Regions from separate parts of the Mus musculus genome. Here regions 2, 3, 4 and 5 are each linked to region 1. Evidence: chromatin contacts called from public Hi-C and HiChIP or PLAC-seq data. All regions are on one chromosome and are shown on one strand. Each heading gives the region's core, a stretch centred on a gene start, on an enhancer-like site or on the middle of the called end of the contact. The rest is flanking DNA. Distances are from core to core; before and after follow the strand shown.

What was found. Hi-C and Micro-C count contacts between places; a contact is called where the count stands out from the background. HiChIP or PLAC-seq counts read pairs in DNA pulled down with a chosen protein or histone mark.
Region 2: a contact with region 1 is called in an H3K27ac HiChIP or PLAC-seq map of large pre-B cells, with 5 times the contacts expected there. The contact joins the enhancer-like site here to the promoter of Pcmtd1 in region 1. A contact is called at or near these places in 5 of 39 promoter capture datasets (cranial neural crest, embryonic stem cells, hippocampal neurons and 2 more), 1 of 484 Hi-C or Micro-C datasets (adipose-derived mesenchymal stem cells), 3 of 115 datasets of contacts at active chromatin or transcription factors (astrocytes, bone marrow-derived macrophages and large pre-B cells) and 1 of 9 other capture datasets (adipose tissue).
Region 3: an H3K4me3 HiChIP or PLAC-seq map of neural tube shows a contact between it and region 1, with 9 times the contacts expected there. The contact joins the enhancer-like site here to the promoter of Pcmtd1 in region 1. A contact is called at or near these places in 2 of 39 promoter capture datasets (cranial neural crest and hippocampal neurons), 6 of 115 datasets of contacts at active chromatin or transcription factors (astrocytes, bone marrow-derived macrophages, embryonic basal ganglia and 3 more) and 1 of 9 other capture datasets (macrophages).
Region 4: a Hi-C map of B cells shows a contact between it and region 1, with 16 read pairs. The contact joins the enhancer-like site here to the promoter of Pcmtd1 in region 1. A contact is called at or near these places in 7 of 39 promoter capture datasets (the C10 cell line, cranial neural crest, embryonic stem cells and 3 more), 2 of 15 datasets of contacts at CTCF or cohesin (large pre-B cells and pro-B cells), 3 of 484 Hi-C or Micro-C datasets (B cells, bone marrow-derived macrophages and cerebellum), 6 of 115 datasets of contacts at active chromatin or transcription factors (astrocytes, bone marrow-derived macrophages, embryonic forebrain and 3 more) and 1 of 9 other capture datasets (macrophages).
Region 5: a FOXA1 HiChIP or PLAC-seq map of pancreatic cancer cells shows a contact between it and region 1. The contact joins the enhancer-like site here to the promoter of Pcmtd1 in region 1. A contact is called at or near these places in 3 of 39 promoter capture datasets (the C10 cell line, cranial neural crest and embryonic stem cells), 1 of 484 Hi-C or Micro-C datasets (Th1 cells), 4 of 115 datasets of contacts at active chromatin or transcription factors (CD8 T cells, embryonic stem cells, memory CD8 T cells and 1 more) and 1 of 9 other capture datasets (macrophages).

Annotation. Positions count from the first base shown.
Region 1 is chr1:7,084,972-7,091,267 of GRCm38.p6, reverse strand. It overlaps Pcmtd1 (protein-L-isoaspartate (D-aspartate) O-methyltransferase domain containing 1), which reads right to left and starts at 2,348. Exons shown (of 6, transcript NM_183028.3): 1 at 2,052-2,348.
Region 2 is chr1:6,268,878-6,275,173 of GRCm38.p6, reverse strand. Rb1cc1 (RB1-inducible coiled-coil 1) reads right to left here. Exons shown (of 24, transcript NM_009826.4): 22 at 4,347-4,483; 23 at 2,403-2,473; 24 at 1-976. The coding sequence ends at 899. Among named protein-coding and RNA genes, the nearest start is that of 4732440D04Rik, 55 kb to the right of the region's middle. Within about 2 kb of position 2,738, at least 7 of the 459 cell types and tissues checked have an H3K27ac peak or open chromatin away from gene starts, as enhancers often do.
Region 3 is chr1:6,380,458-6,386,753 of GRCm38.p6, reverse strand. All of the region lies in intron 1 of Alkal1 (ALK and LTK ligand 1), which reads right to left. It also overlaps the pseudogene Gm7417 and the pseudogene Gm2147. Among named protein-coding and RNA genes, the nearest start is that of Alkal1, 24 kb to the right of the region's middle. Within about 2 kb of position 3,818, at least 92 of the 459 cell types and tissues checked have an H3K27ac peak or open chromatin away from gene starts, as enhancers often do. A contact at or near this core is called in forebrain, hippocampal neurons and neural tube, where this site is marked.
Region 4 is chr1:6,404,288-6,410,583 of GRCm38.p6, reverse strand. No RefSeq gene overlaps it. Among named protein-coding and RNA genes, the nearest start is that of Alkal1, 48 kb to the right of the region's middle. Within about 2 kb of position 3,658, at least 58 of the 459 cell types and tissues checked have an H3K27ac peak or open chromatin away from gene starts, as enhancers often do. A contact at or near this core is called in B cells, bone marrow-derived macrophages, pre-B cells and 1 more, where this site is marked.
Region 5 is chr1:6,450,485-6,456,780 of GRCm38.p6, reverse strand. No RefSeq gene overlaps it. Among named protein-coding and RNA genes, the nearest start is that of Alkal1, 94 kb to the right of the region's middle. Within about 2 kb of position 2,335, at least 71 of the 459 cell types and tissues checked have an H3K27ac peak or open chromatin away from gene starts, as enhancers often do. A contact at or near this core is called in CD8 T cells, Th1 cells, macrophages and 2 more, where this site is marked.

The DNA.
Region 1 (6,296 bases), core at 1,099-3,598:
ACTTTTCATGATAAACTAAAAAGCAAGCTTTCCCATCAGGCAAAGGACTGTTTTTAGCAGGAATCACGGAGAGCCTCAGACATGCCAGGAGCTCCAACTCCAGCCATTGCTTTTAATTTCTGAACACACTTAGCACATTCCCAACTCTTCCCACTTCTATAACTGAAAGTTAGTCTGTTGAAAATATTTTTCTGGGCTGAAATATTTTCGTGTGCACCAATATGAGACATCCAATACAGAGTAAGAGATAATGAATGGCAGATACTTAACACCTACCTTGTTATCCTGAGCAAACAAGAACTGCTCAAATCTTTAACTATACATGGGTTTCTCCTCAAATGCATAATTTGATCACACTTTATTTGAACTCACTACTGGTCATAGTTCCTTAAACTACAGTTAGTCACACCTGCCAGAAAATGAAAGTATTATATACTATAAGGCACAAACCCCAGTAACACATTTTTAATTCCCATGCAATAAGCAAAGTTTAATTTTGTCTACTTTGTATTCTTTTCAATTTACAGTGTTTCAGCTATTTTAATATGAAACCACCAGAAACCTCATCGAAAACGACACCAGGATAGTTTCCTACACTTATTTTCGATATTTTTGATAAGGCAGTTTCCATTCAGGAGGACAAGGCAGGGCCATAAATGCAGTTCAGGTACTCAGCCCACCCAGAAAAGCAGAGCAGGCGCTTAGTCAGGCACTCCAGGCCTGAGCTGACTGACCACAGAAGCAGGAAGACACTACTTAGGCTTTTATTTAAAAACAAAAAAGTACCAGCATATTGTTGACAAAAACAACGAAAATACCATAGATCTCTTCAAGTCTTTTAAGTTCGATTCCTAAATAAATGTGCACAATTGTGTCTATGATTTTAAGGACAGGCCTGTTTGGAATAAGACGGTTGCCTATGATTACTTTAGTAGACTGTTTCCCTTGGAAGCTAGCAAGATTAGCACAATAATGCGTGCAGAACCACTTTTCTTCCACTTTCAGACTTCTCCCTAGGGTTCACCTTGCAAAATATTTAATCCGTGGTGGGTTTTTTTTTTTTCTTATTTGAGTACAAAATTTCTAAATGGTGACTTTCTACGAGTTTCATCAAAAGTAGCCTCCTAGAGTTTAAAGAATTAAATGCTGCTATCTAACCATATGGTATTTAAACTTTATGACATAAAGAAAAAGTAAACTTTGTGTAATCTTTAGGCAGTCATTCCCTCTCATGTAAACTCTGAGGTCTAAGCAAAGACTAGCAACCTGTTTCATATGAAAGTATCGCATGTGGCCTTAGATACTGTGAAAGTCAATATATTAAGTTGCAAAATACTGGCACGTAGGCCAGGCACAACAGCTCCTGTTTGATCCTAGCACTCGGGAGGTGGAGGCAGAAGCTAAGAGTTCAAGGTCAGCTTCCACAGCACAGGGGGCTCTATCTCAGCTTGAGCTATAGAACTGCGTCGCAAATCACAAAACATACAATAAGCTTTTAACTGACTCGCTACTGAAAGTGTGAAGCCCATGCTAAACAGTAACATTTAACAATAAAGTATGTTTTTAAAAAAAAGAGTGGAGAGTTCCGTATACTACTGGCCCAAAAATCTATATTCTATATAGGACTTTAATTTTCGTCTATAAACACACTCCTCACTTGCACCGACAAAATCCTGAAAGGCTGGATGCATACATACACTTGGGATCGGGTTACTCTGAGTAGTGGGAGCGTAAATATTGGGGTTGAGGTCCAGGACAGAAAGAGGGCAGGAGTCTTGTGTCTTCATTGTTTGGCAGCTTTTTTTTTTTTTCTTACAGAGCACGCAGTACTTTAGCTCCATTTCTAAGAGCATTCCTCCTCCTCCTTCTGTACCCAAATTCTTCAGATTTGTAAACGCACAGCTGTGGTTTCACGATTTTAAAAGAACACGCATAAAAGCAATAAGCTGTAAAACACCTTGGCTCTGCAAAACAGCTCGCCCTGTCTCTCTCCATCCGTTCTCCCGGCTGGTGTCTAAAATGCCAAAGCAGCGGACGCGGACCGCACTTACCGAAGGCGCAGAAGACGCTCACACAGCGGCAGCGCCCGCTCAGTCCCTGAAGCCCCGTCCCAGCCCCCGCGTCACGAGCCTGCGTAGGCGGGAGCCCTCCAGGCCAAAGCAGCGGCGGACCGGCGGCGGGCGGAGCGCCGCAGAGACAGCCGACTGGCCCGGCACAGCGTCCGCCAGCGCCGACGCGGGAGGGCGGAGCCCGACCCGCAACCCGGGACCCGGGCAGCTGGACTGCCCTAGTCGCCACCGCCTCCTGGGAGCTGCGCGTGCGCGGGGCGCCCTCCGAAGAAAGATGCCAATCAACGGGGCCTGGGAACACCCCCACCCTCAGCTGGGTTGGACTCCGCCCTCTCGCTGAACGCCCTGCCCCTTAACCAAACAACGCGAGGCTTGCCCAAGCGGCTGGCAGCTCCCGCGGATGCCGCGAGAGCTGGGGCTCCTCCTATTCTGTCGCTGTTTTGTTTGTGTGCTGCGTAGCTCGGGAGCGCAGGGTCTGGTGACTCAGTCCGTCCCCAGCTCCGCCTCCGGTCGGCGTTTTGCCGACTGGATCTACGAGGCCACTTCATCTCCAGCCTCTCCGCGGGTCTCTGTATCGGGTGATGGGGAGGATGCCTGCAGACCCGGCGCGCACCCAATGACTGGCGGCGGTGCATGCGTCGCCCCCTGTGCAGGCGCAGCTGACGCCTTCTTGGTCCACGCCGAAGCCCCTGCCTGTGTCGGTGTCGGGAAGGAGTGCTTGTTGAGAAGTGGCGAGGGTCAGAAGCAAGGGGGAGCATCTACATCTGTAGTCCTCCGCAGTAAACATGTCGATTCCTACTTTGGGACTGTATTTTTTGTTTGTTTGTTTGTTTCCAGCACATAAAAAGACACTGCTTTCCCAATGCTGTAATTTGTAACCAAATGCACGTTCCAGATGTGGTGGCACTGGCTTGTAACCCCAGCACTTGGGATGCTCAAAGTCTGCCTGTACTACATACATATATCAAGTCCCTATCAGGAAAACAAAAGGTCTTGAGGCCTAGGTTGCTGTCACCTACAGTAACCTTGTGTAAAGTGTTTAAGAACAGAGTAGTAAAATGAGAGCTTCCAATCACTTGAAAACTGGAACAAAGTTAACTTATGCGATGGTCTGACTTTCAGCTCACCTTTATGTCTCAAGTACGAAGTTAGATTTGGTGGCCTTTTAGCCCTTAGACTGAGGCTGTGGGCCGGATTCCTTAGTCCTATCTTTGTGTCTCTCCTAGAACCAAAGCACCCCTGGACAGGATGGGATCACATAACAGTCTTTGGGGGTTCGGTTTCTGATACTCTAGGCAGAAATTTTAGCAGGTGAAAATATTTTATCGAGTGGATGTAACGGCTCAGGGTGGTAATCCCAAAAGCTCCGCAGGTGACAGCAGAGATCAGTAGTCCAAAGTTATCTGCAGATACTTCATTTGAGGTCAGCCTGGGTTATATGAGACTGTCTCAAAAAAAAAAAAAAAATATATATATATATATATACATCTTACCATAAACATAATAAATCACATGATAAATTAGGAAGGTTTGGGAGTTTTAACAGAATCTCCAGGCTGTCCTCAAATGTGAAATCCTCCGAGCCTCAGCCTTCTGAGAAATCACAGATGAGTTCCACTTCACCTGTTTTAAAATAACAGTGAGACACTAGAAAACATTTTGGTTTTCTTTTTCTTTCATTTCAGTCCCTATGGGAATTTTTTTTGTTTGTTTTGTTTTGGTTTGATTTTTTAAGACAGGGTTTCTCTGTATAGCCCTGGCTGTCTTGGAACTCACTTTGTAGACCAGGCTGGCCTCGAATTCAGAAATCTGCTTGCCTCTGCCTCCCAAGTGCTAGGATTAAAGGCGTGCACCACCACCGCCCGGCTGGGACTTTTTTTATGTAGGCCTTTTTTTCTATTGAATAAGAGCTAAACACAGCTTTATTTTTCTTCTCTTCACCTTCAAGGGCTGAGATTAGAGGTGTGCAAAAATGATGATGTTTAATAAGAGGGATGCTAAGTACTGTGTTTATAAAACAGGACCAGGGGTTTCTCTTCTACAGCAGCTAAACTGGAAAGAATCATGTAATAACTTCTGTGTATACACCTGGTACCTGCCACCTACCCATGTTTCTAATTATGCCCCACGTCTTGCCTTTGCACCTGTCATTTCTTATATATCCTCCCACAACTTCATAATCTGGGAAGGCTGGATACTGAGTACCAAACTGCTTCCAAATTTTAATGCTGTGCTACACCGATGATACTTGTCTTTGTTATATTGGTCAATTTTTAAGTTGTTTCATCATCCAGATTTATGTAAAGATTTTAGACTTTATATAGCCTGCAGGCAATTTGTTCTTGGCATTCTCCATCCACTGTTGGAGTAAGCCTGGTCCTGGGAACACTAGCAACACTTTTATTCTTCATACCAAGTGACTTCTACTTTATTACTAAGCAGAAAATAACACAGTATAGTACAGGCCTGGCACTCTGTTCATAAAACCACGCAGGCAGAATATCACAAATGTTCAGCCTAGTGGTCTTTCATCCCAGCACTAGAGAGATGAAAGTAACAGGACCAGAGTGCAAACAGTCAAGTGGGTCTCTATGAGTCCAAGGAGAGCCTGGGCTATATCAAGTTCCAGGACAGCTAAGATTATAGAAAGAGAACCTGTCTGAAAACAGGAAGGGAGGAAGGAAGGAGAGCACTACTATCTCTCCCAAATGACCTTGGTTCAATTCCCAGCACTCATAAGGCTGCTCACAACCATCTATTATTTCCATCCTAGGGGATATGAAACCATCTTCTGTCTTCCACAGGAACAGAGGGCATTGATGTGCCCACAAAAATTCAGGAAGCCACTCAAGCACATTAACATAAAAAATCTCAAAAAAAGAAAAAAAAAAAAACTCCTTTTAAAAAGTTCAAGGACATTCCTGCCTACATGGTGAATTTAAAGCATGCAGAAGCTGTGTGAGACTCAACCTAAAACACCCCACCCCATTGCACCCAAAACGGGGAAGAGGAACTATTCTGTCATTTAATTCATAAGACATCTGTCATAGTCAGGGTTTCTATTCCTGCACAAACATCATGACCAAGAAGCAGTTGGGGAGGAAAGGGTTTATTCAGCTTACACTTTCATACTGCTGTTCATCACCAAGGATGTCAGGACTGGAACTCAAGCAGGTCAGGAAGCAGGAGCTGATGCAGAGGCCACGGAGGGATGTTCTTTACTGGCATGTCTCTCCTGCTTGCTCAGCCTGCTCTCTCTCTTTTTTTTTTTAAATTTTTTTATTAGGTATTTTCCTCATTTACATTTCCAATGCTATCCCAAAAGGCCGCCATACCCACACCGCCCACTCCCCTACCCACCCACTCTCCCATTTTGGCCCTGGTGTTCCCCTGTACTGGGGCATATAAAGTTTGCAAGTCCAATGGGCCTCTCTTTCCAGTGACAGCCAACAAGGCCATCTTTTGATACATATGCAGCTAGAGACAGGAGCTCTGGGCTACTGGTTAGTTCATATTGTTGTTTCACCTATAGGGTTGCAGTTCCCTTTAGCTCCTTGGGTACTTTCTCTAGCTCCTCCATTGGGGGCCCTGTGATCCATCCAATAGACTGTGAGCATCCACTTATGTGTTTGCTAGGCCCAGGCATAGACTCACAAGAGACAGCTATATCTGGGTCCTTTCAGCAAAATCTTGCTAGTGTATGCAATGGTGTCAGGGATTGGGAGCTGATTATACGATGGATCCATGGATATGGCAATCACTAGATGGTACATCCTTTCATCACAGCTCCAAACTTTGTCTCTGTAACTCCTTCCATGGGTGTTTTGTTCCCATTTCTAAGAATGGGCAAAGTGTCCACACTTTGGTCTTCGTTCTTCTTGAGTTTCATGCTTTTGGCAAATTGTATCTTATATCTTGGGTATCCTAAATTTTTGGGCTAATATCCAATTATCAGTGAGTACATATTGTGAAAGTTTCTTTGTGATTGGGTTACCTCACTCAGGATGATTCCCTCCAGGTCCATCCATTTGCCTAGGAATTTCATAAATTCATTCTATTTAATAGCTGAGTAGTACTCCATTGTGTAAATGTACCACATTTTCTGTATCCATTCCTCTGTTGAGGGGCATCTGGGTTCTTTCCAGCTATTATAAATAAGGCTGCTATGAACATAGTGGAGGATGTGTCCTTCTTACCAGTTGGGATATCTGTATATATGCCCAGGAG
Region 2 (6,296 bases), core at 1,489-3,988, 820 kb after region 1:
ACACATTTACACTTTCAATTCTTTATTGTCTTAAAATTGTACAGGTCCTTTACAATACAGACTTTTGTTATTTAAATGACCTCTAAATGTTAATATACAATGAATATCTTCTTCTGAAGGTCAACCATGAATTACGAGTTCATCAATATGATTACTTGAAACAGTCCTAAGATGCTGAGAGGTTTGAGTGAGTCCTGCACTTGAAAACATCAGTGGCACAGACTCTTCCTCCCTGGAGCCCAGATGATCTGTGTGAAAAGTGCTTTTGAAGACTGCTCATTATTTATGGCTGATCTTAAAGTCAGTCAAATTACACTGTTATTTTTTTTTGAAACATTAAAGGGCATTTTTTTAAAAAAAAATGAACAAATTTGCTTTAGTAGTCTTCTGAGGCAAACTCAAAATTATGATTATCTGCATGCAATAACACTCCTCTTTAAATAGTTTGGAAGGGTTTATACATTTTATAAAGAACATGTTAAAGAGTGCGAGGACTCTTGAATTCACAAGAGGACAAATGCTGGTAACAACACTGGTAACTATTCAGCTAATGTTTATTAACAGGCAACTAATGAGGCTAGTCACAAGCCACAGTGCAGGCTCTGCCCTTGGAAAACATCTATTTTGGTCCGAATTTCTAGTTATTTGGGTGGAAACAAAACAAAACCATTTTGATTCAGCCAAGAATTTTAATAAATTTATTGTTCCTAAGATGTAGCCACTTAAAAGGTAAGTGCAGTCCACCAATGAAGTATATTGTTATGTTGACTTTTGTAAAAACAAACAAACAAACAAACAACAAAAAAAAACCCAACAATGGCCAGCTGTTTTTAGAGTAGTTTATCAGCACTGGAGGACAAATCAAAAATGGTATGAGATGTAGAGATTTCTTCTGTGGCTATACTTTCTTATTCCATGACACAGCTTTCACTCTGTAAAACTTTGTCCCCAAAGGAACTTTAAATCTGTTTTGTGCCTAAGAAGGAAAGAGAACACATGAAACTCAAGAAAAATGAAGACTGAAGTGTGGACACTATGCCCCTCCTTAGAAGTGGGAACAAAACACCCATGGAAGGAGTTACAGAAACAAAGTTTGGAGCTGAGATGAAAGGATGGACCATGTAGAGACTGCCATATCCAGGGATCCACCCCATAATCAGCATCCAAACGCTGACACCATTGCATATACTAGCAAGATTTTATCGAAAGGACCCAGATGTAGCTGTCTCTTGTGAGACTATGCCGGGGCCTAGCAAACACAGAAGTGGATGCTCACAGTCAGCTAATGGATGGATCACAGGGCTCCCAATGGAGGAGCTAGAGAAAGTACCCAAGGAGCTAAAGGGATCTTCAACCCTATAGGTGGAACAACATTATGAACTAACCAGTACCCCTGAGCTCTTGACTCTAGCTGCATATGTATCAAAAGATGGCCTAGTCGGCCATCACTGGAAAGAGAGGCCCATTGGACACGCAGACTTTGTGTGCCCCGGTACAGGGGAACGCCAGGGCCAAAGGGGGGGAGTGGGTGGGTAGGGGAGTGGGGGTGGGTGGGTAAGGGGGACTTTTGGTATAGCATTGGAAATGTAAAGGAGCTAAATACCTAATAAAAAATGGAAAAAAAAAAAAAAAAAAAAAGAAGGAAAGAGAAAAGGAGTCACTGAATGAATGAAACAAATTACAAGTACCCTTCTAGCACACTGCTTACTGCTAGAGTATTGAAGAGGAGGTGGAGTCTCTACTCTGTACCAAACTATAAAAGATAGGCTCCCGACCAAATGAGAATAAACTAATATTAATGAGTGTTGGGGGTGGGGAGGATGGTGTAGTTATCCCCCCTTCCCTGTCTACTATAGTCTAGCTATATACCCTGGATGCCCTGGCATTCACTATGTAGACAAGACTGGCTTCAAATGTGTAGCATCCCTCCTTCCCCTGCCTTACAAAGGCTTGGATAACATGTGCATATATTCATAGCCCAGGATGACTAGGAACTCAATAGATCCTTCCATCCCTGCCTTGGCTTCAAGTGCTCTGGTCAGAGGTATACCACCAATCCTGGCTTGTCAGTTTCGTTTTAGCCTCCAAATAAAGACTTGAGAGCATTTTTAATTTAATCAATGCTGTAGCGTATAAAAATGAGTACAGGCCAACCATACAAATCAAGCTCATTGTTGCTTCTAGTGCCTTCAACATGAGTTACACTGCCTGTTCTCCTTTATAGGCGGATGAACTGTTGGAAACCTACTTCTATCTAAAGATAATAGCAATATTTACTAAGTTTCTGGGTTAAACTCAATTTAATAAAATTCAAGCTCTAGGTGAACAGAAATCAGAAAACACTAGTAACTATTTCCATATACTAAAACCCCTAAGTGTACTATTACAGGGTTAACTCTTACCTTTTTGGCTTGACAGTATTCCTTTTCCATTACTTTCCCAAGGACCCAGGGTCTTCTAGATGCACCTGAAGCTAATAAATTGGTAATATATTTTCAAAGTTCATTCATGAAAAAAAGAACTTTAGAATCAAAACAATAATGGTGTTCTCAAAAGAATGTTTAATCACTTTAAAAACCAGTAAAATCCAAATTATTTATTGAAGAAAAAATATCCATGGTGTGTTCCAATATATAAATATGTGTGCTTTTTAAAATACTCATTCACGGAACACTAGTAATCTAAGTGATGAACCAATAACTGACTCAACACTGCCACCTACTGAAGGAACGAATGACAACCTCCAGACTTCTGAGTGGCTGGCAGTCGGTCAGTGTGTGAAGGAAGCTGTAACCAGTGCCTAGCACAGCAGCAGCAACACACACACAACTTGGACTCAGTGAGCAGTTAATAGTAAGAATCAAATGAAGTCTAGAAGTGGGCTTCCTGGGCAGGAACTGAGAACACCAATGAGAAGACAAGCACTTGGTTTTAAAATTCATTACTTTAGTAGTGTACATGTTTAGAAAAACATAAGAAATAATAGAAATAAGGTAAAATGTTAACAGGCAAGTCTGAGTAAATACGTGGGTTTGCATCATTTTCATCTAAAAATGTAAAGAGCTGGGATAAAATTTAGAGACACAAGACACTAGCTTTGATCCCCAAACTGTGAAAAACAAACACCCCTTAAATAAATACAGGAAACAAGTGAAACAGGAACAAGGCTAGAGGGCAGATGAATTGGGGCATAGTGCTCTATAACTGGAAACATAGCAGTGGATAGGTACAGGGAGATGAACCAGGAGTTCTAGATCAACCACGGATGCACGACAGTTTGCAACTGGTATGGGATATATGAGACTGTGTCAAAAATCCAAAAATATACAATAAGAAAAATGCTACCTATTTCTGAAAACAAATTTATCTTTTCACTTTTCATGGCTATATAACTGCTGTCACACAGACATTCTAAATAGGCCATCCATCAAAAGCCATGACGGGGTGGTCAAGTGACAGTGCCCTAGCCCATGAATGGGGTTTGACCATCAGATCATGTGAGGAAACTGATTTCCCTCTTCTTTTCAGGGCCTACGTCTGACTGCATCTGAGGAGACAGAGTACTGGAATTAAAGGCCTGTTCCACCACACTTGGCTTGGGGTAAACTAATTTTCTAAGCAGTTTTACTTAGTCTAAAAATTCCAGAATAGCTATTCTCTTCTCTTTGAACTCTTTAATGAGCTAATAAATAATGGGCATTGTTACTCAGCATGATGAACAAAGCTCAGTTTCTACAAAATAAAACTCCATAAAACAATAATGATGATGATGAATCAATGAACAAATGAACAAGATAGGAAAACAAATCATAACTAGTACAGGAAAGGCACTACTTAAACTACTCATCTGAAAAACACTGGTAAGATCTTTCAGTAAATAAGCATATATTAATTACCAACAAAATGAACATCAAAATTTTGATAGTAATTTTGCAATTACTAGGTTATATCATGTTTGAATATATATGCAGTGTGAGCAGTTGATCTATTGTAGAATATTACAGCCAAATTTATAATTATCAATTAAGTTCATAAAAATAGGTAGATAATGTAGACTTCATTTTTTAAATTTTATTATTATTCTTTTTAATTTTTCATTTCCCACCCCTTTCCCTTCTGCCTCTTGCGTTGGCTCGGCTTGCTCCATTTTTTATTTGTTTGTCATTACGGATGGTTGTAAGCCACCATGTGGTTGCTAGGATTTGAACTCATGACCTCCAGAACTGCTGAGCCATCTCACCAGCCCCAGATTTCATTTTTTGAAAAGGCAGCCTTTCCTAATGACAACAGGAGGGAATACGTGTCTTCCACTCAAGATTAGTACTTACAAGTGTATGCGCACTTACCTCCCTCACCTGGTTTGAGATCCAGGGCAGGAAGAGACTCTGAGTGCAGAAAATATAAAGTAGGACTAACAGTAAACAATACATAATTGTCGTGCCGCTCATCTAGGATGATGAGAACCAAATCTCCCACCTGAAAACTAAGGAGAAGTAGGTTATTGTCTTAGCATTCGTTAATTACATGCTACAAACTTGAGACTATCCAGTTGGCTCACTGTTTGGGGGTTCTATACCCACTGCTTGCGTGCAGTAGAAAAAATGCCAGTTCATTTTTTCCCCCAATCTTTCATTTTACACCAAGAAACATTTCTGGAATTTCAATTCTTAAATGTGATACTCTTCATTTCAAAAGAAAAAGCAACTGAATCAAATCATTGTTGTGCCCTTCCCCCAGCCTTGAGCAGGCTGCTCAGACCTGGCTTGCCACAGTTGGTGGAGTCTTCTGACCTAGGTAAAGTCTCCTGTCCTGCCACATCTGCAGCTTTTCTCCAAGACACCACTACCTGCAGAGAGGCTGAGCCTGTTCTGACACTATACTGACAAAGCAGCGATCCTGCCATGGTGGGGGATGGGCCCCCTCCCCGCCCCTTTCATAAGCTCAAACTCGTAAGTAAACATTGGCCTTGATCAGAAATCTTCGTCTTGGCTTGTTATTTCTCTCACAGCCTTTCCCATCCAAAGCCCCATCTTTCCTCTCAGGAACCAGGAACCCGTGGCTGCTGGCGGCTACACCATGTGCTGAATCTGGCCTTACAAAGGCTCAATACAGACCTTCAACAGCAGAGGAGGAAACATTTACACCTACCTACATGTACACTTAACTAGTGTCCACCTCTCAAACTGTGCTCAAAATCTTTACACGTTCTGAAGACCAACCTCAGAGTCAGTTTATGTGCTCCGTTCTCCGGCTGACAAAGTCAACTAGAAAGCCTTTTTCCACTATGAAGCCTTTTTCCCTTTCCTCTTTTAGACATTTGCTATATGGAATAGCCTTTGACTTTGCCTCTTGCCTTCACTTTCTCAGTACTGGGACTACATGTGGATGCCACGAGCAGTCTGGGAAGAGTTTTAAATGCTGCTACAATTATGGGGTAAGCACTGTACACTGACTGAACGCCAAAGCCTAATATATTAAAAGGAAGTAAAGGATCTTTGGAAGCAGTAAGATTAATTCACTGGTCTCTAGAAGACTAATGATTTTAATACACAGCTGGCTAAGCAGACAGCCATCCTACCTATTCTATCCTATCCTATCATCAGTTAGGGAAGATAAACAAGGATATCTGAGATTTGTTAAAACAACAACAACAAAAACCCTAGACAAATCAAACAAAACAAACAAAAATCCTTCAAACCAATTAATAACAAAAATCTACTATACATAAAATAAGGGTCTTCTCAAATACTTAATCCAGAAACCAGGTACTGTGATCCACCCCTTTAACCCTAGCATTCGAGGAAGCAAGGCAAGAAAACGGTGTGTGGCAGGCCAGAATGGGCTACATGGTAAGACTCTTGTCTTAAGAAAACCAAGTGTGTCAAGTTCAATAGTTTTTGCACAACATGGGTTCACTGAGCTGCAATGATGCTTTTCTTTATTATTCCAAAGCTCCTGCCAAACAAGCTCGGGGAAGACAACAACTTCTATGAGGTAATTTGGTCCAGGAAAGCTATAATGTTAAACTGTTTGACTGATGAAATTTTCAAATTATACAATAAATTTATAGCACATAAAAAACATAAAATGGAGAAACAAAGCATAGCGACCTAAAATCAAGATCTTCCGATCTGAAGTGAGGACGAAGAAGCTAAGGATGGACACTCAGCTGACATATTAGCTAGTGTCAAGAAAAGCTTCCTGGCCTTTTGTGTGAATGATAGAACTCTAATGGGGTGACTCAGAATACAGTCCCAAAGCTCCAGGAGAACAGTGAAAAACCTTGCTTTCCAATC
Region 3 (6,296 bases), core at 2,569-5,068, 710 kb after region 1:
ATGAATAGACAAACCATGAGTACTCACTGGCTGGCTGGCCAATCTAACCAAAAAGCCAAACTTCTGATTCAAATATGCTATCTCGAGGAGTTTGACAAGGGATTGAAGGAGTTGAGGGGGCTTGCAGTACCATGGAGGTGCATATGTGGCAGAAGATGGCCTTTTCTACATCAGTGGGAAGAGAGACCCTTAGGCTTGAGGGTGATCAATGCTCCAGTGTAGGGGAATTCCAGGGCAGGAAGATGGGAGTGGGTGGGGGGTAGGTGGGGGATCACCCTCATAGAGGCAGGGGGAGGGGGATGGGATAGGGGGTTTCTGAAGGGGAGACCTAGAAAGGGGAAAAAATTTGAAATGTAAATAAAGAAAATATCCAATAGAAAACGATGCCATCTCAAGAAAATAAGGCAGAGAATGATAGAAATGTCTTCCTCTGATTTATACATGTATACACATCTGTATACACACCGGAACAATCACATGCATACAGCAGAAATACTGATTTAACAGAGAAATAATAAAAATTATTTGATACTATTTACATAGTTTTCAAATTACATATGTGATAAGAAAATGATATCAAATGGACTGTTTCTTACTACCCAAAACCTCTTACTACATGTCTCACTGACCAGTGGGAACACCTGGAAGCTTTTTGTAAGTACAACAGCAGACTGATTTCCAGTGGTTTCTGGTTTGCTTAGAGCAGTTCCCATGTTGTATGCAGTGTCCATGTCTGCTTAGGATCTACATAGGACTAGTAGAGTAGTTGTGGCCACTTTCTCAGACCCTAAATATAGAGAAAATAGGTGCATATCCATTAACAAATGACAAGAGTCCAGTCAGAGTTGTACATCTGTGGTTCTTGCATCTTGAGACTTAGCCACTGTATACTGAATATTTGAGGAAAAATGTGTCTGGAGGAACTGTGCGCAGACCTTTCACTGGTCATTATTCCCTAAACAATGTTTAGTAATACTATTTATATAGTATTTCATTGATATTCAATGTTATAAGTAATCTAGAATAAGTTCAAGCATTCAAGGGACATGTGTAAGTTATATTAAAATATTACATCAGGTTACATGAAAGACCTGAGCTTCTGCGGCTCATGGCAACCACAGAGTATTTTGGAACCAAGCCTCTATAGATACTAAGGAGATTCTGTACTGTTTTAGTTTCCCAGAGCTACCACAACAAAATTTCAGAAATTGGATGCCAAACATTACCAGAAACTTACTGTCTAATAATTCTGAAAGCTTAATAAGTCTGAGATCAGGGTGTCAGTTGGGCAACTCTCTGTGAAGGGCTCAAGAGAATGCTCTTTCCAGTCTGTTTTCAGCTTCTGTGGTTCCTAGAGCTCCTGGCATTCTGGGGTGGCACTTGAGTCTTACTTTTGTCTGCATATGGCACTCTCCGCTATCTCTGGAGCTTCCTGTGACCATCAACTTGTAAGGATTCCTGTGAAGCTGAACCAAGGCTCCTCTCTTTCATACTCTGACCTCACTTTAACTAGCTACACACAGAGTTACACTACTTCCTAGTAGAGTCATGTTACCTGAGGCAAAGGGCCAGAACATATTTGGGGAGAATATACAGTTCAATTCATATGGAAATCTGAGCTCACTAAACAAACTGAATTTTATGATGCAAGAGTCTATTACAAGGCTTTGAGAAAGAGACCAGCATTGGACAAGTCGGCTACTATGTGCTGTGAAGATCTAGCTACCTGCAAAGTTCCCCCAATGAAAGATCTTCTAAATAGGATGTGTTCCATGTTCACTGTTACTGTTTTACCATTGACAGTTCCAAACATTTACATAATATAGAACTTGTTCTACATCACTTATACTATTTCAGTGTGTTTTGGCCACAATGGTTGTACTAGTTTTCTAAAAGCTTTCGAAAATAAAAATAATTATTTGAGAAATCCCTTTATCCTCACAACTATCCTTACAGAGGCAGAGTTCCTAATACCATGAGAATCAGAAATTTAAGATTTCTATAAGTTTTAAGAGAGTGTTTAATTTCATTTTTGTCTTTCTTTGGCAAATTCATATACAATTCATACACATGCATGTCGATTATATTTGCTCCATTTCTCTCTCCACCTCATACAGAACACCTTATCCTTCTCTCAGCCGTAAGAGTGCTATATTTTTATTAGTCATTTTTATGTGTAAGGGTGTTTTGCCTACATGCATGTCTATGCACTGCATGCATGTCTGATGCCCAAGGAGGCCAGAAGAGAATGCCAGATCCCCTGGGACTAGAGTTATAGATAGTTGAGATCAGCAATGCTGGTGCTGGGAATCTAGTCCAGGTCTCGTGGGAAAGAAGCCAGTTTTATTAACCACTGAGTCATTTCTCCAGTCCAAGACGGCTATATATTTAAAATAACTTTTTTTTTATTATTGAGCAGATTCCAGAGAGTTTATACTGTTTGGTATTCCCAAAAACTCTACCCCACACACCTCCTTTGATAACTATGCATCAATTTATTGTACTTAGTGAACTCATACGGATACCTAGTCACCCAGAGAGGTCCATATTCTCTGAATTTTCAGGTGGGCTTGCTTCTTACTCAGTGTCCTCTTTCCACCCTATGGCCTCACATTACAATCATCATGTCTCCTTGTGTCTTCTAATTCTGATGTTTTTTCCATCTTTCTTTTTGTTGTTACTATTTTGAGACAGGACACTCAGCTGATCTGGAAGTCACTATACATGCTAGGCTAGCCTTCAACTTGTGATAGTCATAGCCCATCCCCCTGAGATCTCTGATTGCTGATAGCACAGTCTGATATATTCCATGCTGATATTAGGTAACTTCAACAGTTTTATGTAATCCTGGTGAAAATTTTAGTAGAATGTCCTTTTGATTTGTGCTTTTCTTATGGGTAGACTGGAATTAAGGGTTTAAGAAATATCTCATAGGTATCATTTTAACCTGATCAAGTACACATCAGCATAATTATGTTTGCTGATATTAACATTTTTTATCTGGTGTAGGTAGCATTTATCTTGTGTGCTTCCATGGTAGAGTTTCTGCTTGCCCTTCTCTAGAAGGCTGTAACTGTATTCTATTCTTCTCCTGAACGTGCATATATGAACAATTTAGAATGCTGCATGGTACATGTCTCCCCCAGGCGGTCATCTAGTCATACCAGTGTGGACCCATAGATGTTTATTTTTACATTGGCTTACATTCTAACACTGCTTTCTTTATTCTCTTGATGAAATAAAAGGGATCCAGTTTGGGCAATTTTGTTTTTTGACATTTTTGACATTGTAAGTGTTTTGCCATTTTTGTATACTACGTTCTATTTTCTGGCTCTCCTGTAGCCTCTAGGTTCATCCAGTGTAACTACCTGCCCTATGTCTGTCCTAACCCTGGAGTCAGTTTTGTTAAGAGGAAAGCCTTGTTCCTTTAATTGTAAATAGTACTGAATTTTGGATGGACCTTACTACTGAGATATGTTGTTTCTATGACTTCTAGGCTGACATAAAGAAGCATGTGGGCGGCGGCTCCCCCCCCCCCCCCCCCCCGCAACGTCCCGTCCGCTCTCTGGAGGGCCGAGCTCCGCGCTGCCCTTCGCCCTTCGCCTTCCGCCCTCGGCCGCCGCCCGCGCGACCCTCGTCCCTGGCCCATGGCCAAGCGGCGTGCGGCTGAGGCGCTCACGTTCCGCGTGCCTTGGAAGCCGTTCCTGCTCAGCGACATCCCCGAGGAGCCGCTGCTCTGGGTCTCGCCGTCTAGGATGGCTCGGCCCCTCAAGCGCCAGGGGGACGCGGGGACCATGGCGGAGCAAGCGACGCGGCGGTGGGGACGACAGACAGTAGCTGCAGGGCTGTAGCCGCGAGCCCGGAGAGCCACCTCCTGGCGAGTAGGAGGAACCCCGGGCCCGGGCGGCGGCGACAGCATAGAAAGCGCGATAGCCCGCAGGTAGCCCACAGGGTGCACTGCCAGCCTGAAGAGTTTTGGCAGTATAATACATTCCAGTATTGGAGGAACCCTCTGCCACCTCTTCAAGATCTGGCAGCTCTTGAAGATGGGAGTGCAAACAGCCTGACAGAAACACTTGAGGACAAGAATGAAGGAGTTGAGACTGACATGGAGTCCTGACTGAAGCGTCTGAAGAAATGGAATTCACTGAATTTGAGGCGACCTAAAGGAAAAGTTTTTTTGTTTTTTTGTTTTGTTTTTTTTTTTTCCATACTTGACGTGATCCTTTTTTCAAACCTGAAAACTGAGAAAGGGTTTTGGGATAAATAACTAATGACTGCTGAATCTCCTAATGGAGAGTGGAGAGCTGCCGAGGGTGTGGGACAGCTGCAGGCAGAATACTTCGTGTTTGCATTTTTTTTTCACAAACATGTTTTCTTTATGAGTTCAGTGTGCCTTTCAATCATTACACAATGTACAGACATGATCCACCGAATGATTGCTGCTCCACAAATGGGTAAACAATGATTTATGAAATGCTAGACAAAACGCTTCTACAAGCAGAGTATTGTTTTCTGCCAAAAAAAAAAAAAATCAACTTCAGGCATACATTTGTGTGTACATATATTCCTTGAGAATGCTACATTAGCAGTGCATAAAGTTTATTCCATAAAAAGAGCTAAAAGAGAATTCGATTTTCAAGAGACTCGATGCATTGTGCTTTCAGATACAAATCCTAAGAGGAGAAAGACCAGCTGCTGTGACAACAGTTAAACACACAGATGTGAGACGCCACAGAACACTATCAAGAAATGGAAGTCGTTGTGCTGAGGGGGCTTTTTTTTTGGTAAATTTATTTGAATAAATAAAAACTTAAAAAACATCCCAGTGGCCAATACAAAATAGACACGGGCATCTAGGGCTTTCTCTACTTGGCTTAAGAGTTTGAATGAAAAAAATTCATGTCCTCAGAAACGAATTGTCATCTGACATTCCTAACCAGGGCAAGTCACTTACACTCAGGCAGGCAAGGGACCTGGGAGAAACCCAAAAAGTGATTTTCTCCTTAATACATCAAAGATTAACCAGAAGTAAAGCCAGGATGGACCAATTAATTTAAAAAATGCCTACCTTTCTTTAGAAACAGAAAAACCAATCTACTTGTGTGAGGTGCCTGTTGTCTGAACCACAGTCTGTTGTGTAGCTCACAAGCTCATTTCAATACATCTTGTCTTCTTTGAAGAGTCCGGGGTAAGCATGATCGCTCAGTAAGTACCTTATGTTTTCAACCCCTCACACACTGACTGTTTCCCCTCAGAAACACCACAGCAGCTCCTTGTAATGATGAGGAAATCTGTGACTTACATAGTAATGTTGGTGCTTGCGTCTCGGCAATAAATGCCATTTTATATTTTCAAGCTGGTCAATTGTTCATTTAGATCTAAAACTTTGAAGGACCCATGACCCTTATCAAAGTGAGTTCAAAATAAAAAAGATGAACAATAACGTTGAAGTTATTTGCACAACAGGTATAGATTTAAAAAGAATGTTCTCAAATAATTTCCTAGGTGTCACTCAGAAGTATCTTTGTTGTCTGTAACATTAAGTGCTACAGTCCTTCAAATAAAATTATAGACTAATTGAAAATATATATTATACCTTTGCAGTTATTTGAAATCATTCAATAATTTGTAGTGTGTTAATGGAGTGAAAGAGATAAAAGGCAGTCCACATTCATATTTTAAGATAAATTTGCTTCAGAAGTCAGTTTCAATCCTTGTTCATGTTCTAAGTATAGCCATTGTGATAAGACCTAAGATATAAGCAGCCACTAGTTTTTGATTCACACTTAAGTGGAGGTAGAGAGGCACCAGCGATTCCATATCCCCTAGAGTAAGCAGCATCAGGGCCGCAATACATCCCACACCCAGGAAGACAGTTAGCAAACTAGGTCCTGAAGAGACGGCTCTGTTTTCTGGTTGACATGACTACTCAAAAAACACACTCTCGGTTAAGTGTTCCTTTATTCTCTTCTCCTCTTCCTTCTGTTGTTCTTTAGCAGACGGGAGAAGGGTGGCAATAACCTCTTTCCTTCCCAAGGCCTTCCTCTGGCTTTGTTCAGAAACCTGGAGGCGGAATTTGTCTATCACACCATAGTGACAGAATCAAACATCTCTATGACGAATCACAATATCCACACAGCTCTGTGGCTTCACTGCACCAGCAGCATCAACGACAACATACTTATTTGGAGTCGTACACAAAACTTTGAACTTTAAAGCAAACTCATAGGGATTGTACAGAGTCAACACTTGTTTATGTGTTGACTGATCATCTGCATAAAATATTAGCTCCG
Region 4 (6,296 bases), core at 2,409-4,908, 680 kb after region 1:
GGTGAAAAGCCAGGGAGAGAGATTGTAGGGAGGAAGAGGAGTGCTGAAAAGCAACTGCACTTAAAGATAGCTTTATAAAAAGACTGGAGCAACCAAGGCTGTTATTAAGCATTATTTCAGGGTGGTTCTTACTTACCATCAGAAAGCCCTTGCTGGGGGTGGGGGTGGGGGTGGTGGAAGTGGGGCCAAAGAGACAGCTCAGCAGTTAAGGTCATAGGCTGCTTTTTCAGAGGACCAGGGCTCAATCGCAAGACCCACGAAGTAGCGCATAAGCATCTCTGAGTCCAGTTCCAGAGGATCTGGTGCCCTCTTCTGGCCCCTGATGCACGTAGTTCACAGACAGACATGTAGGCAAAGCACGAATAAACATTAAATAAACAATTACAAAGGGGTTTGTTTTCAAGAAGGAAAGAAAAGGGAAGCACTTTCTGAAGACAGAACTCATGCTAAAGGAATTCCTGACACAACTATTGGCTTTCACTTCCAGTTGGTCTTCAGACTCAGCAGGCATGAATGTAAGCCAGGACAGTGGATAAGCAGAAAAAGAAGCCTAGAACGGACACAGTCTACATATATCTGGCTGCACTTGTTACTTTTCTATTGCTAAAATAGAACACGATGACCAAGGCAATGGGTAAAAGAGAGAGTTTAACTGGGCTTATGCTTCCGGGGCGGTAAGGGTCTGTGATGACAGAATGGCAGCTTGAAGCTGGAACTGGAAGCTGAGAAGTCAGATCTTGAACTGTGAGCAGGAAGCAGAGAAAGGCACATGTCTTTTCAGCCTCCAAGCCAGCTCCCTGTGGCATGCTTCCTTCACAAAGGCCACTGCATCTAGACTTTCCCAAATAGGACCACCAACTGGAAGCCATGTGTCAGATGCCATAGCCTATGGGAGTCATTCTCATTCAAACTGCCACACTGTAGGATATATTTTTCTTTCTGTTCCATTCTGTCTTTTAAAATGCATGAGATAATATTCAGTGCAGTGTGGACAACCAGCACCAATAAAGTCAAGGCATGCATAGAACAAGAAAGCATGACTTACAAGAAAAAAATATTTACAGAAACTCTCTCTGGAGTACCACATGCCCTGGATTGACTAGACAAATAAATGTATTTTTTATCTATGCATGTTGTGGTGCTTCAAATAAAAATGGCCCCCATATGTCCATAGGGAGTGGCACTATTCAGTTTGGTCTTGTTGAATTAGGCATGGACTTGTTGGAGGGAGCGCATCACTAGGAAGTAGGATTTGAGGTCTCGCAAGCTCTAACCAAGCCTAGTGGTTCACAGTTCTCTTCCTGCTACCTGTGGATCAAGATGTAGAATTCCCAGCTCCCCTTCCAGCATCACATCTGCCTGCATGTCACTATGCTTTCCACCATGAGGATAATAGACTAAACCTCTGAACTGCATTAGCCAGCCCAGTTAAATATTTTCTTTTATAAGAGTTGCTGTGGTCATGTGTCTCTTCACATCAATAAAACCCAAACTAAGACACATGATAACTATAAAACAGTAGTTATGAATCCATGTTAACGGATGTGTACAAGTCTGTAAAATGTGTCAATAATATAAAGGGGAATGAATAGATGTATATGAAAATGTGCTTTAACTTGATATATGCTATCAGAAAACAAACCTTGGGCATAGGACACATGCTAAGAGAATTTCTGACATGGTTCTAAGCTTTCCTTTCTGAGTATATACCATGCAAGTTAAGTTAGCATTAGTCAAGTTAAGTTTTTTAGGAAGTACTTAAAACCAAGTAGCCAGGGTAATAGAAATGACAGCCAAAGGGAGACTTCCGTTGGGATGAAAAAAATTTTAGGTTTTGTTGGTAATTGCAAAATATTGTGAAAATACTTAACGCAACTGGTTGCACATTTTAAACTTTCATACTGGTAAATTTTAATTGTGTTTTACCATAATAATAAAAAAAAAACCCAAGAAACTAAAATAAAAAAACCCAGCAATATGGGCTTTGCTCACAAACCATTCAAATTGCTGCTGGCTTCAGGGGAACCCAAATCCAGTTCCACAGCACAGATGTTAGGGGAAACTTGTGCCAAGGCATCTATGATTCCTTTCACCACCACATCATTGGAATGTGGAAGTAGGCAGGCATGCAGACTGCAGCAGCAAATGGAGAGCTCACATCTTACACTAAGAGCAGCAAACAGAGAGGGAACTGAAGTGCCATGAGTCTAAACAAAGCCCACCTTCTGTGACATACTGCCTTCACCAAAGCCATACTTCTTGTACTGGCTAGTTTTGTGTCAACTTGACACAGCTGGAGTCATCACAGAGAAAGGATCTTCAGTTGAGAAAATGCCGCCATGAGATCCAACTGTAAGGCATTTTCTCAATTAGTGATCAAGGGGGAAAGGCCCCTTGTGGCTGGGACCATCCCAGGGCTGGTAGTCTTGGTTCTATAAGAGAGCAGGCTGAGCAAGCCAGGGGAAGCAAGCCAGTAATGAACATCCCTCCATGGCCTCTGCATCAGCTCCTGCTTCTTGACCTGTTTGAGTTCCAGTCCTGACTTCCTTGGTGATGAACAGCAGTATGGAAGTGTAAGCTGAATCCCTTTCCTGCCCAACTTGCTTCTTTTTCTGATTTTGTTTTTGTTTTTCGAGACAGGGTTTCTCTGTGTAGCCCTGGCTGCCCTGGAACTCACTCTGTAGACCAGGCTGGCCTCGAACTCAGAAATCTGCCTGCCTCTGCCTCCCAAGTGCTGCCCAAATTGCCTCTTGGTCATGATGTTTATACAGGAATAGAAACCCTGACTAAGACACTTCTTAAGCATGACAAACAGCTTCACCAATTGGAGACTAAATATTCAAACATCTGCATCTATGAGGAATGTTTGCATTCAAATCACCATACTAAGTACTACGGAGAAGGATCCGTCTTAGCCTCTGAGGTATGAGGTCTGCCAGATGGGGAGCTACTAGAATGGATCTATCAGCCCCACTTGTCAGAATATAAGAATATTTTTAAATGGTCTGAGAGTGTTTCTAATTCCTTCAAAAGGCAAAGAATAGCATGTAGACCATCCTTGTTGGACAATGAATCCTTCTAATTGGGGGCTCTAGGGATTTTTATGAGTTGCTCTCCTTGCTTGGTGTAAGACATAAGGGTGGGCTGCACAGGAAAGAGGGGCTGTAAAAACAGAGAGATGTCCCTGTTTGTTAGATGCTGTTCGGTTTATTTTGTTCTCCTAAGACCTAAGATCCCAGCCTGACTCCTGACTTTTAGTGAATAACCTAGATTTTAGTTCATTTCTAATGTTTACAAAGGGTACTTAGTTATGCCTTTTTGTTTTGAAACTTTAAAAAGACTCATTATGTTAAAAGTGGAATAAAATAAAGTTTTGTGGTAAAACAAAAGAGAGAGAAGGAGGGGTAGAGTCAGTACCAGAGAATACTAACTGCTTCGTGTGATGCTCCTGGCTTAAAATACTTATTTACAGTTTTAAAAGAAATTTCTTACCTGAATGAATGTTCTTGTACTTTGTGATTCAGCTATTGACTTCAAATAAAAGTGACGTCTTCAATAAAACAAAACAAGACTTCCAAGCCCCATATTGTACCGGGACACCTGTGTCTGTTCCAGCTGTCCTCATACCAACCACCTGAAGGTGCCAGCCTCAGTTAATCACCAATGTCCCTACTCCAGGTCATTTAGTCATCTCAGAAGTTGAACTTGAGTTTGAACTGGAACATAATTCCGAGGCCTCAAAATTTGTCACAGAATAGTCTCCCAGAGTATGGTCTCAGATGCTGCAAGTTGTAAACTAGGAAGTGATCTACTGTCTCTATTTCTTTGGGCTTCCAGGGGATTCTGACACACTAAAGTTTCTGAACCATTGCACATGGCGCTATGACTTCCCTAAGTCCTGTCAGAATCTGCTTAGCTCTTCTTTCTGAGAGCAAAAAGGTACTCAGAATAGCGATTGTTAAGTACTGACTTTCTGTTTCAAAATGAAACTACTAGCACAGAGAAGCCCATCTGGAGTTGTTGGTGGCCACAATGTTTCAGTGTTTTTAAGTCTGACAGCGAGGCGCCACCGTGTGGAAGAAAGATGACCCTACATTAAAAATAATTCCCGCAGTGATCAGTTGACTTCCCAGTTTTGTTTGTTGTTTGATCTTTATTTACCGCAATAGTTTATACACAGTGGGGAAATGATTTTGTAAAAATGAATAACTAAAGAAGACATTAAAAGTACACAAAACATACAATGTATTCTTAGAGTGTAATTGCGGTTTCATGTTTCCTCACATCTGTCTTCCTTCCCTCTGGGGCCAGTGACAACATGCAGACTAGCAGGACCAGGAGCTGGAGCAGCAATGTGCTGCACAACCGAACAGAAGTGAAATCTGCCTTCCTGGAGACCATCCCCTGTACAAAAATGTTTCCCTCTGCAAATGGCTTCCTTTGTCGGACTGCTGAAAAACAGGTCCATGTGCCAACAGAAGGAAGGAGCACGGGTTCAGAAAATGATTCTGACCCATCGACTTTCACACTGAGCTGTATCTAGTGTTTATTCAAACTATCATTTGTTCCATGTAATTTTCTATTTGTTTCATTTCCATCGTGCATAAAGAACTCAAATTCCAAACGCAATCTGAGGCTATGAATTACGTGGATGTTTAAAGACCTGTCTACACTTGCTTTTGTCTGCTTTGTTCTTTGTGCTTGTGTTTGACATCTTGGTGCCACTTACACAAGCCACAGTTAAGTGATGAAGAGCCAAAACCCTCAAACAATAAGTAAAACAGAAAACCTTTGATGTTGTCTTTTGTTTATTTACTTTATTTTTGTTTTGTTTCAAATCTAATTGAGACAAACCAACAAGAAGAAGAAATCACCTAGGTGCTGTCTGGTCACCCTCTCTGGTCAACATTCCAGAAATAGACATAGATATAAGTGTTATAGCTAAATGTTAAAATCATGTCCAGAAGAATGAGGAACTGAAATTTGGAATAAGGGTTTTCTATTAACTAGTTGTCCAAAAATACATTTTAGAAACTAACGGAAGCGAATGGCAAGTGATCACAATAATAATTATCTAGAGTTTACTGGGCTCTAGTTGTATTCCTCCTCATTATCTCTGAACCATGAACATTCACTACTCCTAAACTTTACATCTTTGGGTGACTAGAAGCTCTCAGTGCTTGTCTAGTCTTTACCACTGTTTGAAATGTTTTTTCTGTAAATTTAACATATTTTTGTTAGTCTTCTACTTCTTCTAGTGCTCAAATGTCTTTAAATTTGAAAGAACACCTAATTCATATTCTTTATACCTTCTGAAAAAAAGTATTTCTTGCTGCAGTAAACCATTGTTAACAATAGTACGTGTTAAAGTCTTACACGCGTTCTCGCGACCGGCCAGGAAGAACGCAACAAACCGGAATCTTCTGCGGCAAAGCTTTATTGCTTACATCTTCAGGAGCCAGAGAGCAAGCGAGAGAATGGCGAAACCCCGTCCCTTTTAAGGAGAATTATCCTCCGCCTAGGACGTATTACTCCCTGATTGGCTGCAGCCCATCGGCCCAGTTGTCATCACGAGAAAGGCAGAACACATGGCGGGAAAACTGCCCCTGCACGTGTGCAGATTATGTTTACCACTTAGAACACAGCTGTCAGCGCCATCTTATAATGGCAAATGTGAGGGCGGCTTCCCACATTAAAGTATAGTAATATTGGTAAGAGACATAGCTCTCCTTTCAAAGGAAGAGAATGGTTTATTCTGGAATCAAATATGAGTGACCGTGCCTCAGGAACATAGATTTAGATTTATTCAAATACCAAGTTCCTACAACGTTGAAATTTCATAAACTTTTTGTAATAGAAGACTACAAAGCTATACATCAAGACACCTTTCAAGTACTGATGGGTACATCAAGTGTGTGGGTTTAGTAAGATAGAGAACTCCTTGTTAAGATAGAGTGTAGTTAGGATACAACACTGTTAGCATTCGTATTGGGAAAAAAAACAAAACCTAGGGTGTTTGTTAGCTTTATACATTCCTAGAGGATTTTTTCATCCATTTATCTGTTAGCTACAGAATGTTGGATCTGACAGAGTGGGGGCAAAGAATTGCTGTTTAGTAGGATAAAGATCACCCAAGATATATTGTAATTAGGCTCTGGACCTGCAACATTTTGCATCTCTGAAGTTTTAATCACTCAATTAGCCTCTGCAGACACAGATTCTTTCCAGGAAATAGCAAAGCTTTATTCAGGACCTGCTCACTAAGCAGACATAACTATGAGGGAGCGAGAGTGTAT
Region 5 (6,296 bases), core at 1,086-3,585, 630 kb after region 1:
TTTTATCTATTTTATACTTTATTATTTCAAAATAATAATCTAAAAGATTATTCCTACTAACCCCAAATATGAAATAAAAAGTTTGCACAATATAATTACTCCATCTCCTTTCCCTCTCATCTCCTTTAGTTAACTAAACGATTATTCGATATCTTCATTGTTTTGAGATAATTTACACTTTAGTCTCCATTGTTTGATTTATAAACTTTCATTGTTTTTTACATGTGAACTCTCATATTTATTTCACTATCTTCCTGTGAACTTGGTTGCTATTGACTCTAAGCCTGTTTTGGTTTTGAATATGAAACATTCCCCCACCACCACCACCACAGGCTTATATGTATTGAATACATGATCCCAGTGTTGGTGTTATTTGGGGAAGAAGTGACAACTTTAGGAGGTAGAACATAACCAGAGAAGTAATGACTAGTACTAGAAGATAGTACTAGAAGAGGGTCCTTGAATGTATCTTATTCCTGGGAGACTTGTGTGTGTGTGTGTGTGTGTGTATAAGTATATATTCAAAAATCCCATAAAAACACTAAACTGGGAGTCATAATGTATACAGAGGACCTGGTAGAGACCCTTCCAGGATCTTTGCAAGCTCCCTTAGTCTCTGTAAGTTCATATGAGCTATTATCATGTTGATTTAGAGAACCTTGTTTTCTTGGCATTCTCCATCTCCCCTGATTCTTGCACTCTTTCTGCCTCCTTTCCCACTGTTTTCCCTGAGCTGTGAGGGGAGGGGTTTGATGGAGATATTTAGGAGAGCCAATACTTAATCATTGAGTCATCTCTCCAGTCCCCACTTACTTTTTAAGTACATAGTGAGGACTTATGTATTCATTTGTTCATACACAAGAATACATGCATAGATGTTTTGCATACACTACTTAAGGAACTTAATGGATAAAATGAGGAAAAACTTTTGTGGTCAGTCTTCAGAAACTTCTGGTTCTGCTCTCAATGTTTTGTCAGCTGCCCAGAGAAGGCAACAGCTCAAACATAGGTGTCTGCTGTAAGTATTTGCTTTTTAGACAGACCATGAGTAAGTAAAAACATTTTACTGACAACAAATGTTTGTTTTTTAATTCCTGCCACTAAAAATTTCCGCTGTGTCCATTAAAATACCCTTATTCTCCCTTAAAATATGGCCAGATATTTTGACTCTGTTAGAAAGGCAATTGGGAAATAGGATTGAGTCTTTGCATGCTACAAGAGAAGAGAAATCACCATCGATACCACCCAGCAGTAAACCCTGCTACCTACAACAGTGACCCGGGGGCTACAGGAAATTGCCTTCATGCCTGCAGTGCAGGGCTAGAAATACATTTTGTGTGGCATTTTGAAATCACAAACCCCATGCCTTTCTTTTCTTTTCTCTTTATCTTTTCTCTTCAGTTTTCATTCTAAGCCCTGGTGTATCTCATTTCCTTCATTGTAAGGGGTCATAGCTTTCTTACCGTTATTTTAACTCAAATTAGCTCTTAGAGTTATTGATGTCATTAATAGGGCAACCGTGATTTATTTGACTGATGATCATCACACCTCTCTTCAAGCCGTTACACATAGTTAACACCATATTATGCCTTAAGGACCCACCTATATCGGTAACTAAGACTATTTTTAAGCTTATTTTAAGAAAAGGGGAGAGATGAATTTTTTGATTGGACCGTGGTTATTTTGAAAGGGCACATGCTATATATTACTTTATCAAAAGATTTTTGAAAAGGCTGAATTTCTGCTTTCTCTTATAATCCAAATAAACATGAACACATTGAAAGACCTGAATCCAGCTATCCATTAATATAACATTCCCATAGCAAATGCGGAATGAGTATATTTAAGGTTTTCTTATAGTCAATATTGGGAATCATCACATAATCTTTATCAACAGGATTTATAGATTGTTTTTTTAATGCAGTTAATTAGCACCTTTTCATTTGAACAATGAATAGAAGATAGAATGTGTTTTGTGATAGATTCTTCATGTATGGTGAGGTATACTGTCATGTAAACCAGTAAATTAATAAGTAGAATTCACAGCATAGGAGTTTTATTATGGTGCCAAAAAGGAGAAATCATCTTCTACAGATCCCTGTTTGCTTCACTGGTCTGCAAGAATGCTCTCTATATCAATTGTCAGGATGACTTGGAGAAGCAAGCACATTTGCACGTCTAGGCAACAAGATACTTGTCCCAGGAGGTTCTTAGTGTCAGATGAACAGCTGAAAACGTGGCAGCAAGATGATGATGATGATAAGAGTAGAAAAGAGACAATCAAAAGGTTCCAGAGGAAGTGGGGAAAGAGACCAGTGCCTGGGAGATACATACATCTTTGGGTATGACCCGGGACTTTTAGTAACCTAATGGCAGCTGCGCTGGTGAGTAACACAGAGTCATCAGGGGACAATGACTCATTGAGATTTGGAAAAAATATCTATTTTTCCAGAACCTTGTAAGATTAACAAAAGAGCTATACATGTACTCTCCTATTCTCATCCAAACATGGAGTGAGCACTACAGCAATAAAAACAGGCTTGAATAGATATCCAGCTGCTCTTGCCTAGCTCTGTTTGTTGATCTTAAAGAACATTGAAGCTTTAGACAATGAAATATACAGCATGTTCCCTTTCAAAGAAACCACAAGCCAGTCAAACACAGCAGGGTTGGGGGGCGGGGGGATCATCCACACCAACCACAGTCAAACTGACAAGTAAAAGAAAGACTAGTTTTCACCCAGGCTGCAAAACTATCTTCATCAAGCAGTATCTAAAGAAAATGAGTCAGAAAGAGGAAAAGTCTTAGCAGTAAAACCACAGCAATTAAATATTTAATCTAAATTTTAATTGAAAACCAAATATATAGTTTCTTAAATTTTTTAAAAATCTTACTTGTGAAGTCAGCTCCAATGCAGCTGAAGAGAAATGTCCAACAAGGCTGAAGAACTCTCATGTAAAAACCTTGACACAAAGAGAACATAAAAAGGGGGAAGAAATCTTTCCACAAACTTTGAAACCACATGACTCCAACTTTAGACCCTATAATGACTTCTCCTTTTCTCCTGTTTATTCATATTCAAAACTTTCATGCTAACATTCATAGATTCATTTATTATGAGCAGGTGGTTTAGATTTACATCTCTATGTAAGGCTGAGTCACAAACTAGGTAATATACTTTGTGAAAAATTAAATGTTTTCTATGACTTTCTTATCACCCTGAGAAGATTATAATCTGTCACTTTATAGAGGCACCAAGACTGTTTTAATTAACACATGATACTTTACCCCAATTTTCAGCTAACTCATCAAAGAAAGCTGTGGTTGAATGAAATCAAAAGCAAACAGAAATCCTAGAAGAGAAATGAAAGAAAAGAACTGTGATGCTAGGAAGGTGAACCAATTTCAGAGCAGTTCCCTCACCAGGGGATGCCAGAATCCTCCAGAGAAGCACTGGAGGTTTATTGGCAAAGCCTTCTTTGGTATAGTTACTGACCCTTTTTAACCTTGTTATTAAGCTGCTCTTAAAAAATAAAATAACACTAACAAAAACAAACAAAACAAAGCCAGTATTATACATATACATATGACTTTAAATATTTGGATTTCAAATAAATTAGGTAAGTTTTTGTTTTTTAGAAATTAACATTCATGAATAACAAAACCGAAAGTCAAACAAACAAAAACAATCCCTAGCACTATAATGTCCTTGGGTTCAGTATTTCTCAAGCCACTTTTCAATATGACACACTAGGTAAATCCAGAAATCCTTTCCTTTCTTGTCCTTAGAAAGGGCCACTGTTTTGTAGAGTTAAGTGAATATCTGAAAGACAGAGAAAAAAGGATAAAGAAATTCCTGTCATACAAAAGCTTCAGACTGCCAAGAAATTTGACTATGTCAGTAAAGGTTCTTAGCTGCAGTCCAAATTGATCAGACTGGATAAGCAGTTTCTTTGTGGAAAAAGTTCAAGGTAAGTATTCGCCTTATTGTTTCAAAGTCCACTCTTATTTCTCAGTGTCAATGCTGGAACTAAGTGGTAAATATTTATCTCTGCCTCTAGTGGTATTAACTGATTGTTTTTACTTTTTTTAAGGACTTAAGACTGCTTTTCCAGAACAACTATCAAAATTGTGTCAAATTCACTTTTCAAGTAGTTCTTAGAAATTGTTATTTAATTCAACAATGGTAACAAACAACTTGGAAGGTATGAAAATCCTGGCCCCAGTTTGTGAGATCCAAACTGTTTAAGCTCTCAATGTCAAGCAACGTTTTAAAGAAGTAGTTTCCTAGAAACTGGCAGAATGAACAGAGCCATTCATGATTTCAGTCCTGTGCAGGCATATTCTCATCAAAAAGCAAGATTTATGGGCCAAAAATACAACAATATATTTTCCTCTATATTCAGACATAATTTCCAATTTCTCCTATTCATGAAGCCTAGAAAAGAATAATAGCAAGGTATTTTAAACCTTTGGGACAGGTGTTGATGGTCACCTTTACAAACAGTTTGGTACTAGCTGTGGGCAGCATTCATACCTGAAACTGAATGCCAGCACTCTGATGTCCCGGGAACAAAGGGAACAAGGACCCTATTGCAGAACAACCAGATTAGGATTTTTCATGAAACTATCTTATGGGTGTTTTAAGCAACAAGCAGAAAAGTGACAGAATACAAAACTTTAAAGCTCAAATTTTATAGCTTCTTGTGAGAATCCGAATCGGTTCACAACCTATTGAACATTTTTGAAATGTGGCTTCAAACTCTGAATGTTATCTAGAGTATGTTTAGAAGCAGCTATTAGATTAGAATTGTTATGTACATAACTGAGTTGTAATCAAGGAGTGATCCTTCAAGAGAAATCAACACCTGTGAAATTTATTTGGGACCCAAGTGCATTAGGAAGCCAAAACAAGGAAAAAGAAAAATCCAAACGAACAGTCAAATCAGCAGAACAGTATTCCAGCAATGCTGGGCAGCTTTGCATGAGCAGCTTTGCATTGGTTTCCATGCACACAGTTGCCCTTCCAGCCACAAGGGTGGAAAGGAAAATTCCAGTGTATGCAGGGAAACAAATGTAAAACATAATGGTTAAAAGGAGCCTTTACCAGGGCTGCAGAGATAGCACTGGCTACTCTTTCAGAGGACCAGGGTTTAATTCTGAGCAACCTCACAGCGGTTCACAGTCATAGGTAACTACAGTTCAGCGGCATTTAAGAATTTCTTCTGGCCTCTACAAGCACCAGAATGCACATGGTGCATAAGCATACATGCAGACAAAATACTCAAATACATTAATTAAATTATTTATTAATTAATTAAAATTTAACATTTTAATGGAGCCTTTAACATCTTTTGTTCTTGCTTCAATAGAATTTTAAAAGGACTAATTTATAGAGATGCCTTTAAGTAGTCAAATGTTAAAGAAAGTGTGGAAGTTAACATGGGATAGCTAAATGAGATATCTGATGTGGTAGAATACAAAATATTTTACCATTTGGATAAATTTGGTACAACTGTCACTAGCCCATTTAGCTAATGAATTGTAGTCTATTTCATGTGCTCCTGAAATTGTTAACATGCTCTATTGTCACACTCTATAGGCCAAGCCAATGTCACATTGAAGGAAAAATGTGCAAAAAGTGCTTCTTGTGTTTGGGCTCAACATGTACTTGTGGAATAAATGATCATTTAAATGAGAAGTGTGAGCTGATGGGGTCAGAATACAATACACCTTCTGAGATTGACTCAGAACTCAAGATTCTGCTTACTGAATGCTCCATAGTATTGTACTTACAGCAAGATTTAAAGGGCTAAAAGAAGCAGGGACCATTGTTCCAGGTTACAAATTTACCCATGACCAGGATATTGATTCTGTTAGCTGTCCGACTCAAATCTCATAATCTCTTACCTTGACTTTTCCAGACCCCATCCTCACACATTTCAACTTTCCTCCTGGAAATAATGATAATGTGGGCATGTAACTCACCTAGAGAATATGATTAATATGCAAAATATTTGGTAAATCATACAGAATTTTTTCTTTGAAGTGCTGAAGATAAAACTAAGAGCCCTATATATGCCAGGCAGGCACTCTCCGCCCGCCTAACTACATGCCCACCCCCAACCTACATTTTCCAGACAGACATTTTCCGAGTAAAGAATAAGATCAAATAGATTTAAATTATACCAAAGTACAGCTAAGCAGTAGGAAGAACATTGAAGAAGCTATATTTAATAGCAAATCATACAATACTCAATTGCAAACTCAATAAAGATTCAAAACATAATTTATAC